Regions from separate parts of the Zea mays genome. Here region 2 is linked to region 1. Evidence: chromatin contacts called from public Hi-C data. All regions are on one chromosome and are shown on one strand. Each heading gives the region's core, a stretch centred on a gene start, on an enhancer-like site or on the middle of the called end of the contact. The rest is flanking DNA. Distances are from core to core; before and after follow the strand shown. Region 1 holds the start of LOC100275540 (Dof zinc finger protein DOF3.6). Region 2 holds the start of LOC100273013.

Region 1 (2,668 bases), core at 97-2,596:
AGCACTTGAGAATCAATGGCTATATTGTGCTCTCGAGCACTGTTCCCTGTGCGAGCGAGCACACAAGTAGAGATGGCAATGGGTAAATACCCACCGGGTATTAGTACCACATACCCATACCCACGACACAAAAATAATCCCATCGGGTCACCCATATACACTGGCGGGTATGGATTTACCCCCATACCCATACCCATGTGGGTATGGGTCACCCATCGGGTCACCCGTACCCACAAAAATTAAACAACTATCAAAATATTATACTATACAAATGTCAAGTATATCCATATAAATACCATTACAAAATTTTCTAGCATCATTTAACCATTCAACACACCAAAGATAATTGGATAAAGTAGTAACACTATGATAGTACTACATAGCACATTACATGTTCCATTACATTAAATTGTTGTTAATTGGATAAAGTAGTAACACTATGATAGTACTACATAGCACCACTATGATACAAGTTCATGCTTCAGATAAGTTTATATTGGGTATTTTATACCCACGGGTTAACGGGTATGGGTGAAGGTGGAACGTTCTAATACCCGTTTACCCGTTGGGTGAAGATTTTTGCCCAATAACAAACCCACGGGTAGAATATTTAGCCCACATACATACCCTAATGGAGTAAATACCCATCGGGTATCGGGTCGCGGGTACCCATTGCCATCTCTACACACAAGATGAAATCTCTCATCTCTCTCTCCACCTAGCTCTTTTTCCCGGCCAGCCACCTCTACTGCCCATCTGTACATTGCACAAAGACACATGTGTAAGACTAAGACGCACGTACTTCACTGCTTTATCTACGCCTATGTACTTAAAGACATCTATCTGTACACGAGAGCATATACTAGCTTATTGTTAACTTTGGTCGGGTTAGAGAGAGAGAGAGTAGAACATGAATTCTCTACACCACCAATCCACTAGCCAACAGCTAGCCAAGAGTCCAAAGAGAGTCGTAGCAAGAGTGACTTTATCACTGATTGATCTCTTTCATCAATATGGACATAAAGTTGCACCTGCACACACACCACTAGAATGACCCCCTGGACTGGACAACTTGTATTGGTTGGTGGCTCATGTTGGTAACCTCTTACTACCTTCGTATGTACACTGTTCAACCCCTCCATCTCTATCTATGTGCTAGCTCTAGCTAATCAAGCAGGGAACGAAGGAGAGGAAAAAAGAGAGCAAAGAACACGCTGAACAGGACAGCCTTTGCTTCCGATCAGTAGCACAACAGGCGTCACCACCTCTTCCTGCTGCCCTGCCTCCCTCCTCATGCATAAAACCAGGCCCCCCTCTTGCTTCCCTAGCTCATGACCACCCTCCCACTCTCTCTCTCTGCTAGCTACACCCATCCGCCCATCAATCTCACCCATCGCATCCTTACAAGCTAAGGAATGAAGCCCCTTCTCCTTTGCTCTTCTCTCTCCCATATGTTTCACATCCATTATATATGTATTGTGAGGCCTCCACGAACACCCAAGCAAACAAAAAAATAGATACATAAAGGGGGAATGAACAAACCCCCATTCCCCTTTAATTTTATTCCACTTGCTTTCGCGCGTCCTCCTCGTGATCCCATCTTTTTTCTTCCCTTACCTTTAGTTTCTCCTCCTCCTCTCTCCGGGTGGCAGACCCGGCCTTCTCTCCTCCCTCTTCGTCTTCCAGTTCGAAGCTGTAGCGGCAGCTAGAGCTAGCCACGTGTAGAGCGGCACGACTGCAGCGTGCGAAGAACAAACAAAAGCAGCTAGAAAAGAAGCTCTCACTCACTCACAAGTAGCAAAAGATCAAAGGGAAATCAATCATATACCATGGTATTTTCTTCGGTTCCTGTCTACCTTGATCCACCCAATTGGAACCAGCATCAGCACCAGCCACAGCATGAGGTAAAGATTTCCACTATCCAAATCGCTTCCGCTTCTTTTGTGCGCGCGGCTTTTCGTTTCTTCTCCTACTCGTTGGCCACCATAGAGGTGGGGAGGGAATGGAGAGGAAATATCCCTAGGCTCTTTTGTGAAATCTCTCCTCTTTGCTTGAATATACCAAGTCGTCTCTCTTTTGGTTTCATTCGCTGAGATATCAATTTCACCTTGCGCGCCTTTCTTCCCTTTAATTGTTGTGTGATTGTGTGTTTGATTTGTAAATGACGTTGCTTTCTTCAGCAACTGCAAGCTCACCATGGCCAGCTTCCAAGTGACGCCGGAGGAGGTGGAGGCGGTGGCGTCGACGTGCATGCGCACCATCATCAGCTACCGCCGATGCCACCTTCTGCTCCTGGTGGGGCTCTCATGGCTCCTCGCCGTGACATGGCGGCTGTGGTCGCCGCGAGCGGTGGCAGCACGAGCGGCGGCGGTGGGCCGACTGGCGGTGGTTCCCCTATCCGTCCGGGCTCCATGACCGAGCGGGCTAGGCTCGCCAAGATCCCGCAGCCAGAGCCGGGGCTCAAGTGCCCGCGTTGCGAGTCCACCAACACCAAGTTTTGCTACTTCAACAACTACTCGCTCTCCCAGCCGCGCCACTTCTGCAAGACGTGTCGCCGGTACTGGACGCGCGGCGGCACGCTCCGGAACGTCCCCGTTGGCGGCGGGTGCCGCCGCAACAAGCGCACCAAGTCGTCCAAGTCCAACTCGTCGTCAGCCGCCTCCGCTTC
Region 2 (2,668 bases), core at 69-2,568, 260 kb after region 1:
ACCATCAGCATCAAGCATGAGTAATAGTTCACCACGTGAATGAAGCATTCCCTATTAGATGCTTCCACAAAAAAAAAAGGAAAGCACCAATTAGTTTTTATTTGCATCCAAAGCCCTAAGGGATATCCAGGGATTTCAACACTCACTTTTCGGACTGCTTCACCTTTCCCATGATTTCTTCCAAGTAGAAGAACTCTAACATTATCAATCTTGTGTTTCTTTACAAAACTGAAAGCGACTTTAGAGGTCCCATCAGTGCTACCATCATCGACAATCAATACCTTGACACAACCGGTCAAATTCCGAAATTAGATAGGGTAATATAGGTTTCAAAACACAAAAGGTTTTGTGCTCAGAGTTTGCCTGTTCCCTGCAAACTGCAAACAGGATTGCAAATTGCAAATAACATGCTAGATTACCACATACCTCATATGAAAAGGACTTGTCAGCAGTTGATCTCCGCTTCAAGTAGCTATTAAAGAGAGAAAACAAGAAAGTGATCAATGTAACGATTAACACTAGCTGCTAAAAAAGATTACCAGTATAGATTGCAATGCGCAGTTCAAAGTTCAACTATAAACATAGCATTTGAGCAACAGGAGTAGCAAATGCCTTACTTGAGTGTTTCTGTAAGAGCCTCGGGGAGTCGATACTCCTCATTGTAGGCAGGAACTATCAACGAAATATATTTCTCAGGAGGATCCAAAACCGACGGGCAGGGCACCTATATAACAGTCAGTTCAGACAATCAAACCAGCAAACACCTAGCGTGCACCCCCATGCTGCAGCCCGGGACGAACCCAGCACGAGCAATCAGTACACTACCTTCTTGAGCGAGTTGGGGTCCTCGAAGAAGGCGTCCGAGACGGCGGACCTCTCCAGCCTGCGGCCGAGATCCAGAACATCGCAGCAGTCAACACTACACGCAGATCGCGGGAGAAACCAGGAGTGTGGGACGGCAAGACGGAAGCAGACTTACGAGTGCATGCATCCTATCTTGCGGATGTGCTCGAAGAAGAACGCCGCTGCGCCCAGCACCAGGATGGATACCTGATCACGAGACGGAGAGATGGCGTGAGTGCCACGGCGAGGAGGAGGAAGCAGGATTTGGGGGGAAAGGGGAGGGCGGTACGAGGGTGGCGAGGAGGAGGGTCAGCGAGAGGGAGGCCGGCAGGATGCCGGCGATGGCGGAGAGAGGCCAGGCGGCGGCCATCGTCGCGGTCCCGACGGCCGGTGCCGAGTCCACCCGCTGCTCTGGTCTTCGCGTGGGTTTTCTGGTCCTGGAGTTGGGGAGATCTGCACGCCGAAGGCAGACGGGCAGACGGCCGGGCCGGCCAGGTTGCACATTTGGCATTTGCACGTTGCTCATCTCTGTTTTAGGCCATATATTTTGGAACACGTATTTTTTTAAAAAATATTTCATTTCTTTTTTAAATTTCTATATTATAGCATCTTCAGTAATCTACTCTTTAATTTATCACATGGAGAACCATTTAATAAAAAATATTCTCTAATTTTTACTATTCTAACGGCATCTTTGTATATTGTGCCCCGTTTCATATTTAACTAGTGAGAAGTTTAAAATAGAAAATTGTTATATTTAGATGTGTAAGGGCTAGTTTGAGAACCTCATTTTTTTAAGGTATTTTCATTTCCCAAGAAAAAATTGAACTCATTTCCTTTGGAAAAATAAAAATTTCTTGAAAAAATGATGTTATCAAAAACTAGCCATAAGTGAATAATTTGTTGGAGGATATTTGTTCATCAAATTCTTTATTCGTGAGGTTGTTCGCTTCAGCCAATGGCGGATCTAGTATTAGGCTAAAGGAGGGGCTGGTTTTATAGTGACCATTGGTGGAAGCAACACAAACTGTTAGAGGGCTCATTTTTATTTCTTTTTCTTCCTCTTTCCTTTATCTCTACCCTCCACCTCTTTCTCCAATACAGTGAGGGCTATTTTTTCCTCTTCTTTTCTTTTATTTTTCCTCTAACTTCCACCTCTGTATCAATGGAGTTTCATAGCTATAGGGGGGCTGCAGCCCCCCTAACCCCCCTTTAGATCTGTCACTGGCTTCAGCTTAAAATTTGTTCGAACTGTTGCATCTGCAATCCATAAAGACAAAGCACTGTAGAATCAGTAGAAGCCGGTTCAGATTAAAGCCAAACGAGCAGGCTGCACATCACTCAGACATGAAAGGATATAGAGGATCTTGAATATGCTCTTAGCTTTGCAAAAAGCTTACATTCTAAACGGAGTCTTAGTGTTTTATACACTGTGTATGTTGCAACAAATATGTCCTTTTAATTTACTTTTTAGTGATGTATACCATATGTTTTGCAGCAAATATGGTCTTGCTGTTAGATAGCATCACAACAAAACATAACTATATATATGTAATTGTGGTGTTCTAAGAGTATCTCCAAAAGAATGACAAAAGATCACCCCCAAAAGGTTGTTTTCAGGAGCAATCAAAAAAGTTTGAGGCGTGTGTTTCTTCTATTCTCCCATAGGTAACGTAAAATGTAGATGGAAAACTGTAAACTGGACTGGTTGGGCTGTAAAATTGGGCCCAATATGCCTACCAGGTTTGTCAACGAATAGTGCATATTTATTTATTTTACTAGGTGAGTGCCCGTGCGTTGCAACGGAACCGTATAATAACACGAT

The links. Hi-C and Micro-C count contacts between places; a contact is called where the count stands out from the background.
Region 2: a contact with region 1 is called in a Hi-C map of ear, with 2.8 times the contacts expected there. The contact joins the promoter of LOC100273013 here to the promoter of LOC100275540 in region 1. A contact is called at or near these places in 5 of 25 Hi-C or Micro-C datasets (bundle sheath, ear, endosperm and 1 more).

The regions. Positions count from the first base shown.
Region 1 is chr1:300,344,210-300,346,877 of Zm-B73-REFERENCE-NAM-5.0, forward strand. It overlaps LOC100275540 (Dof zinc finger protein DOF3.6), which reads left to right and starts at 1,347. Exons shown (of 2, transcript NM_001149596.1): 1 at 1,347-1,904; 2 at 2,181-2,668. The coding sequence starts at 1,830.
Region 2 is chr1:300,602,346-300,605,013 of Zm-B73-REFERENCE-NAM-5.0, forward strand. It overlaps LOC100273013, which reads right to left and starts at 1,319. Exons shown (of 11, transcript NM_001147463.1): 1 at 1,133-1,319; 2 at 980-1,050; 3 at 826-883; 4 at 618-724; 5 at 427-472; 6 at 147-281; 7 at 1-51. The coding sequence starts at 1,213.